Regions from separate parts of the Sus scrofa genome. Here region 2 is linked to region 1. A link is a contact called in public Hi-C data. All regions are on one chromosome and are shown on one strand. Each heading gives the region's core, a stretch centred on a gene start, on an enhancer-like site or on the middle of the called end of the contact. The rest is flanking DNA. Distances are from core to core; before and after follow the strand shown. Region 1 overlaps ZDHHC13 (palmitoyltransferase ZDHHC13). Region 2 has its middle 18 kb from the start of MRGPRX2.

Region 1 (4,558 bases), core at 841-3,340:
GATTTTTGTGTGATCTTTTTGTCTTGCTTTATGCTTTTCGATAGGTAATACTGTTTGAAATAATTTTTTTTTTAAATGTCAGCTCTCATTTACACTAAAAGACCACCATTTCTTGGAGTGAAGGAAAGCAGAACAAAACATGTTTAAGAAACATTTTATGAAATGTAAGGCCTTTGAAAGATCGTTTCCAAGATTTGTAATTTCTCAAACTTCACGTTTATCAATCAGCAATTCTGAAGAAAAACTCTGTGTTCTGCTGTTGCATTCATTGTTATTATGTATTTAGAAAGTAGTTATGTTGGGGAGTTCCTTTTGTGGTGCAGCGGAAACGAATCCAACTAGGAACCATGAGGTTGTAGGTTCGATCCCTGGCCTTGCTCAGTGGGTTAAGGATCTGGCGTTGCCGTGAGCTCTGGTGTAGGTTGCAGACGCGGCTCGGGTCCCGGGTTGCGGTGGCTCTGGCATAGGCCGGCAGCTACAGCTCCGATTAGACCCCTGGCCTGAGAACCTCCGTATGCCGCGGGTGTGGCCCTAGAAAAAGACAAAAAGACAATTAAAAAAAAAAAAAAAGAAAAAAAAGAAAGAAAGTAGTTGTATTGAACTAATTATTCCTAGATACTTAGAAGGTACAATCCATAAAGTTCTAAATTTCTGAATCTCTTAATAGCTCTTCCTGCTGCTGATGCTTTCTGTGATTACCATGTGGGCTGTTGGATACATATTGGACTTCAATTCAGATTCTTGGCTTTTAAAAGGATCTCTTCTAATAACATTATTTTTTCTGACATCTTTGTTTCCAAGGTATGTATATTGGTTTTTACAATGTTGGTTATTGCATTTCAAATTTGAGTACTTATTTCTATTGCTGATTAATTGGAATCACAGATCTTTATTGAACTTTGACTATTATTGCATAGAAACGTCCTCAGGGTAGGAGGGAAGTCCTGTGGTGGCATGTAATTTGACTGAAAGCAAATCGGCCAATCCAATAATTTAATTGAATTTACTATTGGTAGGAAGTAAGTATCCTAGCTCTCTTTTTGCATTGTTAACTTTGGTAAGTAATGGGGAGATTTTTATAACTATTTTGCATCTTAAATCATTTTTGCTTATTTTTCAGAAATTTTTTTTCTCGCTCTAAATCAAAATTCATTTCAAGCTAGATATTTTTGCTCCTAAGGTTTTTTAGTTGAAACAACCTAATTAAATCAGGGATGTTATGAAATAGTAATTATGGTATGGTTTATTTTTAGGAAAATATTCATATATGATTATATATAGTTGCTGGTTAAGAGTCAGACTGGGTTCAAGTCAGGCTTTACCACGTAACAGTCTGACCTTGAACAAGTTGGTTTACCTCTCTGTGCCTTGATATTTTTTTCATCTATAAAACAAGGGTGATAATTGTGACAGTCCCTCTGTCATAATTAATACAAATACAGTGGTTCAAACCATGGCGGACACACAGTATTCAATAGTCCTGTCACATCCTAGTCTCTCCTTCTCACCTCCCTTTCCTTGTTAGAATGTCATCTGGTCCTCACGTGAAACATGGGTCTTCTCCTTGGATTTCTGTCCTCCATTCTTCCCTTCTCCTCACCTCCTACATCCAGCGAGGTACCAAGTTCTTCCTGCTCCACTCCTGTTGGTCTCTTCTCTCTGTCTCCCCAGCTGGCACCCCAGGCCAAGCCTCCTAATTGGTCTCCTGACTCTGGCTCTTCTCCCCATGGATTCCTCCTCACTTAGCAATCAGGGTGGTCCTTTAAAAAGGCAAACCAGTTTCTGTCTTTTCTCTCTGCCTAAAGCCCTCCAGTGGCTTTTTCTTGCTCTGGGAATGACATCCAGACTCCTGGCCTGTGAGGTGTTATGTGATCCGTTCCCTCCCCTCTGACATCATCTCCCTCTACTGCCCTCCAGCCCCCTTTCTGTTTCCAGCACACATCAGGCTTGTTCCCACCCAGGGCCTTGGCTCTGTCTGAAGTGTTCTGATAGCAGATAATGGTATAGCGGGAGACGTCACTCGGGCCTCAGTTCCAACATCACCTCCACAGCAAGGCCATGCCTCACTAACTCTGCGGCATCACGGGCTGTTTTTTCTTCATGGCACTTGATCACTGTTTCCTGGACTGTCAGGCCCATACAAGCAACACGCTTGTCTCTCCTGTGGAACATTTTCAGGAACAAAAAACTGAAGATCCATAAAAGCAAAGCTGAAAGGAGATGCTGTGTTGCTCTCTTCAGGGGGTGATGAAGAGCATTCCTGTGTCCTCCTTTTGCTTACCAGCATTTTGTGGAATAGCCTGAACTGCTGCTTATGTCACAACAGAAGACAGAGCATTGAGGAATTTTCCCATTTTGGTTCCTCAAGAGCAAGACAGTAGGCTGGAAAAGAATTAGAATTCAAATGTAAATAACAGCTCAAATTTCTTTTTTCTTTTTTCATGAGCAGAATTTTTATTTTTTATTTTATTTTATTTTATTTCAAATTTTATTTATTTTTCCACAGTACAGCATAGGGACCAAGTTACACATACCTGTATACCTAATTTTTCCTCCCATTGTCGTGTTGCAATATAAGTATCTACACATAGTTCTCAAATTTCTGAAAAGTAGAAAAATGCCTAAAATTGTCTGCTCTTCAGAAAGCTTGTAACTTAGAGATATTCATTCATTTTTCACTGATTGGATTGACTTGGTCTTCGGCTAAATTTTAGGCCAAGTTGTAGTCATCACTTTTTTCTTGCATTCCATGGAGAAAGCAAAGAGTGGCAATATGTATGCACCTAGGATAGGGGGCATTTGAGATTCTGTTGTTTTAATAGAAACCCACATTATGTAAAATTTACATGGAAACTTTTGTTTCTGAGTTGGGGGCTTCATAAGCTAGGCTTAGCATATGGACACAGTTTGCATGGAAGACAAATTCATACGGCAACTTGATCCATTCTGTTTTATTTCTCCTACTCTAGCATCCCAATTTCATGGCAGTAAGCAGCTGTAAACTTCCACTATTATTAGGCTCCACAGGAGGTTGCTTATTGATCCAGGCTGCTCTGTCATACCTAGACAGATCATAGTAGCAGGCTCTTCAAAACTAAGTAGTTCACTGCACCACTTAATGAGGTCAAACACATTTGGCTGCAAAATCTCAGGTAGGCCGTGCTGTGGTTACATGGACTCCGTTTGGCTGATTCTGCAGCCTTTTGGGTACCTGAGGTTTGGGATCTTTAGTTCTTGTCAGGTATTTTATCACAGTTGCGCTTATGATCTTTTTTTTTTTTTCCTTCTTTAGGGCCATACCATGGCATTTGGAGGTTCCCAGGCTGGGGGTTGAATTGGAGCTGTAGCCACTGGCCTACACCACAGCCACAGCAGCTCGGAATCTGAGTGGTGTCTGCGACCTACACCATAGCTCACAGCAATGATGGATCCTTAACCCACTGAGCGAGGCCACGGGTTGAACCTGTGTTCTCAGGGATGCTAGTCAGATTCGTTAACCACTGAGCCACGACGGGAACTCCGATGATCTCGATAGCTTTTTAAAACTCTGTCATGTCCATCATCAACCTGGTATAAATTTTAAAATAGATCCAGGTAAATTGTATTCATGCATAGATTTACTATGTTGAGTCATGTGAAAGAGAGATTTTTTTTTCTTTTGCAACTATGTCACTAAACATTTGGGTAAAGTATATGTGGACTTCCAAGTTTCTTGTGACCCAAGTGAGATGGGTGGTGCCTGATGACTAGTGGCACCTTTAGCATCAAGTGTCGTTTAGCATCAAGTGTCTGCTTCTCAAGCTGATGGTGGGATGAAAGGGCTCAAGGTCGTGTGCATCTGTATGTTGCAAAAACACACTACCAGCCTCTAGAAGAAAGCTTGTTAATTATGAAGGTGAATCTCCAAATATTTAAATTTTTGCATTTTGGAGTATTTGAAAATAAAGAAATATAAATATGATATGTTTCAATAGGAATTAAAAAGATTCATTGAAAATATAAAGTGATTAGAAATGAAATAATGTATAAAAACTAGTTGTAAGAACCAACATATTCACTCTCTGAGAGTCCTGATGCTTCAGTTTTCTCACATGTAAAATGTGGCAATGACTGTACATAACTGTTTCTGTGTGGAATGTGCAAATAGCACTAAGTGAAAGCTGTTATGTGAGGGTGTCATTATTATTTGAGGTGATTTTTATTTGAGGTGAGGGGATTTAGAACTAAATAAGATTCATTTCACTAACACAGCATGTTTACCCTTTTTTCTTTTAGGTTCTTGGTCGGATATAAGAGCCTTATATACTTACCAACAGTCTTTCTGCTAAGTTCCATTTTTTGGATATTTATGACTTGGTTCATGTTATTCTTTCCTGATATCCTTCAAGCTTATATTTAAATATATATCTCATTTTGCTTTTTAACATTACTAATGCCATTGTTAGAAATTTAGATATTAGGAGTTCCCGTTGTGGCTCAGTGGTTAACGAATCCAACTAGGAACCATGAGGTTGCGGGTTCCATTCCTGGCCTCGCTCAGTGGGTTGAGGATCCAGGT
Region 2 (4,119 bases), core at 1,405-3,904, 78 kb before region 1:
CATGCCCAATTTACAGATAACTGTGTGGCTGGAATTACGCTTTGGGAGAATGGAGGGGAAGGGCTTGCTGGAGCAGGATTTGTTCTAGAAGAGAGAGATCTGTACAGTATCCAGCTACTTCCCACATGCCTTTCAAATGTTGAGCTGTCGTTGCTGCCAAACTTTTGCACGTGCAGGCCTCCTGGTGCTCTGGGCTCTGTCACCCTCTTCTCTGCCTCCTGGAATTGCCTTTATCCTTTTTTTTTTCTTTTTCTTTTTTTTTGGCCCGCACCCGCAGCATATGGAGGTTCCCAGGCCAGGCTAGGGGTCTAATCGGACCTGTGGTTGCCGGCCTACACCACTGCCAGATCCTTAACCCACTGAGCGAGGCCAGGGATCGAACCCGAAACCTTATGGTTCCTAGTCAGATTCGTTAACCACTGAGCCATGATGGGAACTCCCTGCCTTTATCCTTCAGACACAGTTGAATTCCCCTTTTAGAGTATGTCCCAGCTCACAGGGGCAGTTTCCTTGGCTGAATCGTATAGCCCCTGTTCACTGCCCCACAGGCTTGACACAGCACATCCTGCTCCGCATTTATGCTCCACATTTATGAGTCTGTCCTCCAGGTTGGAACCGCCCTGAGAGCAGGGACTGTGTCATTCATTTATCGGTTCATTCATCCATTTGTTCAGCGAATACCCATTGCCTGGCAGGCCCTGTTTTGGGTGCTGGGATTTGCTCAGGGAGCCAGGCTTCAAATCTGGGTCCCGACTCCTGGCCTAGTGCTCATTCCATCAGAGTCCTCCCCCTGTCCCCCTCCCCCAGAGCCCAGCCCTTTGGCTACAACTCAGGGAGGCACCTTCCTCTCAGCCCTGGCAGGCTCCCCTGTGTCCATGGGTAAGTCTGGGGGGTTGCGAGGCACCTCTCTGCCATCTCTGGATATGACCACTTGGGGAACAGTAGGGACACATCCTCCCCTTTCCAGCCTCTGCAGCCTCCCACAGTGGCCACGGGGACCAGGCCCCTGCTTGCCAGGCCCGGCTGGAGCCCTGGAGTTAGCTACTCCTGGCCATGGGACCTGGGGTCTCTCTTGCAACCTTTTTAAGCCTTGGTTTCTTCACTTCTTTTTTTTTTTTTTTTGTCTTTTGTCTTTTTAGGGCCGCACCCACGGCATATAGAGGTTCCCAGGCTAGGGGTCCAATTGAAGCTGTAGCTGCCAGCCTACATCACAGCCACAGCAACGTAGGATCCGAGCCACATCTGCGACCTACACCACAGCTCAAGGCAACGCCGGATCCTTAACCCATTGAGCAAGGCCAGGGATCAAACCCACAACCTCATGGTTCCTAGTTGGATTTGTTTCTGTAGAAGCAACGCTGAGTAGTTATGTTGTGAGCCACAGGGGAAGTCCTAGTCGGATTCATTTCTGCTGCACCATGACAGGAACTCCTGGTTTCTTCACTTCTGAAAAGGAGATAACAAGAGATTTTTCTCCTTGAGATGGTGTGAGAATGTTCTGAGATTCTGCACCTTTGAGAAACAGTGGTTCCGGTCCTTCCTGCTGCATTTCCCCCACAGGCCCGAGGGCTGCAGTCATCGCCCATCCGTGGCAAGTCAGGCCCCAGCTTAGCAGACTCAGAGCTAGGAAGCCCAGGCTTCCTTCTCCAGCACCCAGCCCTAGAGTAATAATAATAACAACAAGAACAGTGTCTCTGTTTTGGTGGTACTTACTCTGTACTGGGCACAGCTATAAGCACTTATTTATTTATTTGTTTACTTATTTATGTGTCTGCACCCATGGCATATGGAAGTTTCCAGGCCAAGAACTGAATATGAGCCACAGCTGCAACCTATGTTGTAGCTGCAGCAATGCCAGATCATTTAACCCACTGTGCCAAGGCAGAGATCAAACCCGCACCTCTGAAGCGACCTGAGCCACTGCAGTTGGATTCTTTTTTTCTTTCTTTTTTTTTTTTTTTTTGCTCTTTAGGGCCACACTCACAGCACATGGAGGTTCCCAGGCTAGGGGTTGACTCGGAGCTGCAGCTGCCGGCCTACACCACAGCCACAGCAACGCCAGATCCAAACTGTGTCTGTGACCTACACCACAGCTCACGGCAATGCCAGATCCTTAACCCACTGAGTGAGGCCAGGGATCGAACCTGCAACCTCATGGTTCCTAGTCGGATTTGTTTCTGATGTTCCACAATGGGAACGCTCCTTTTTTTTTTTTTTTTTCAGTTGGATTCCTAACCCACTACACCACAGTGGGAGTTCCTATTTATGCATTTATTTTTATTTAAAAAATGTATGTATTTATTCTGGCCACACCTGCAGCATAGGAAAGTTCCGGGGCCAGGGACTGAACCCGTACCACAGCAGTGACCCAGGCTGCTGCAGTGACAGTGCCAGATCCTTAACCTGCCTTGCCACAAGGGAACTCCACACTTCACATTTATTAACTCATAATTTTCACTACAACCATATGACGTGACTACCATTATCATCCCCCTTTTCCAGATGGTGAAAGTGAAGGACAGAGAGGTTAAGCAACTTGCCCAAGATCAATTTGCCTGAGCCCACAATTGCTTCTGCACTTCTTTGAAGTAAAACCCATAGATCCAACACTCACCCCAGCAGTGAATCATCATGTTCCCAGATATGTTTCTGTGTGAAAATTTCCTCCAAAACATTTAACTGCTTCTGAAACTGCTTAAGACAATTCAGAATGCCACGTTCCCTCCTGCTTCTGTTCTGAGGATCAAAGCAGAGGCAGCAGCCAGAGAAATGCTGGGCTGAGGGGCAGTTCAGCTCAACTCAGCCACCTGGGGTGGGACGGCACGCAGGGGTGGGGGTGTGTGTGCTGTCTCAAGAGCCCATGGCATCCTCGGCTTGGGCAGGGCTCTCGGTGGCATGAAGACTGAACCAGGAGGCCAGAGCTCATGGCTGCTATCTCAGCTCTGAAGTTCTGCATAAGATTTCATTTGGAAGGAGGGTCTGTGCCAGAAATAAAATTTGAAAGCTACTGGCTAGATCATCGCTAAGATCCTTATGGGCTCCTGTCTCCTGGGGCTTGTTCATTCATTCCATAGATACCACTTGAGTGCCGGGAACTCTGCCAGGCACGGAGGGTGCAGGGGTGGATAAAAGTGTTATGGCCTCTGCTGTCATGGAGGTCAAAACTCTATGGAAAAAGACAAAAAGGCAAGCAAAAAATGAAAATAAGAAAAAATCAAATAGGGACTTCCTGTCATGGCTCAGCAGAAACGAATCTGACTAGTATCCATGAGGACACAGGTTTAATTCCTTGACCTTGATCCAGCGTTGCTGTGAGCTGTGGCGTGGGTTGAAGATGCGGCTCGTATCCAATGTTGCTATGGCTGTGGTGTAGGGCAGTGGCTGCAGCTCTGATTTGACCCCAGCCTGGGAACTTCCATATGCTGCGGGTGTGGCCCTAAAAAGACCGGAAGAAAAAAAAAAGAGAGAGAGAAAAAATAAAATAATTACATGCTGGGATGGGTACTATGAAGGAAATCAACATGGTGATGGGATCTGGAGTAACCTGGGAACTTCTGTGAGTGGTTTAAGCTGAGCCCTGGAGGCTGAAAAGGAGCCAGACTTGACAGTCAAGAACCAGGGCAAGAGCATTCCTGGTGTAGGGAACTGCAAGTGCAAAAGCCCTGAGGCAGAAAAGAGGTTAGCATCTCTGGCTGGAGCAGAAGGTGGGGGAAGGATGGCTTAAGAGTCGGGTTTGTTCTAAATGCACAGCCATTGAAGAGTTGGAAACAAGGATGAGGTATTATCCATTTACAGTAAAAACATCACTTTTATGCTGAGAGGAGACTGCCTTGCAGGGGGAAAGGAGATCCATGAAGAAGCTGCTGTAGGAAAGGAGGCTAATGGGCTGCAGGTGGCTGTAAAGATGTGGGAAGTGGACAACGGGGAGCTGGGTGAGAATCCGACATTCTGAAAGTGTGCAACAGACCCTGTTTTCTCTCCCACACAATGTGGGTATTTCAAGAGGTATCTAATAGTCTACCTTTACTGCGTGGAGTGCTTCTCTTTGCTCTGTGTCACCTGCTGCACTCTTTTCTCTGTGCACAGACACTCCATTAGAATATAATTAGAATGTAAACT

Evidence for each region. A called contact is a pair of places that touch in the nucleus more often than the background predicts.
Region 2: a contact with region 1 is called in a Hi-C map of fetal heart ventricle, with 5 times the contacts expected there. The contact joins two enhancer-like sites. A contact is called at or near these places in 5 of 47 Hi-C or Micro-C datasets (alveolar macrophages, embryonic fibroblasts, fetal heart ventricle and 1 more).

What each region holds. Positions count from the first base shown.
Region 1 is chr2:40,273,748-40,278,305 of Sscrofa11.1, reverse strand. It overlaps ZDHHC13 (palmitoyltransferase ZDHHC13), which reads left to right. Exons shown (of 17, transcript XM_021083254.1): 9 at 668-801; 10 at 4,276-4,376. Among named protein-coding and RNA genes, the nearest start is that of ZDHHC13, 34 kb to the left of the region's middle. Within about 2 kb of position 2,090, at least 2 of the 83 cell types and tissues checked have an H3K27ac peak or open chromatin away from gene starts, as enhancers often do.
Region 2 is chr2:40,352,981-40,357,099 of Sscrofa11.1, reverse strand. No RefSeq gene overlaps it. Among named protein-coding and RNA genes, the nearest start is that of MRGPRX2, 18 kb to the left of the region's middle. Within about 2 kb of position 2,654, at least 1 of the 83 cell types and tissues checked has an H3K27ac peak or open chromatin away from gene starts, as enhancers often do.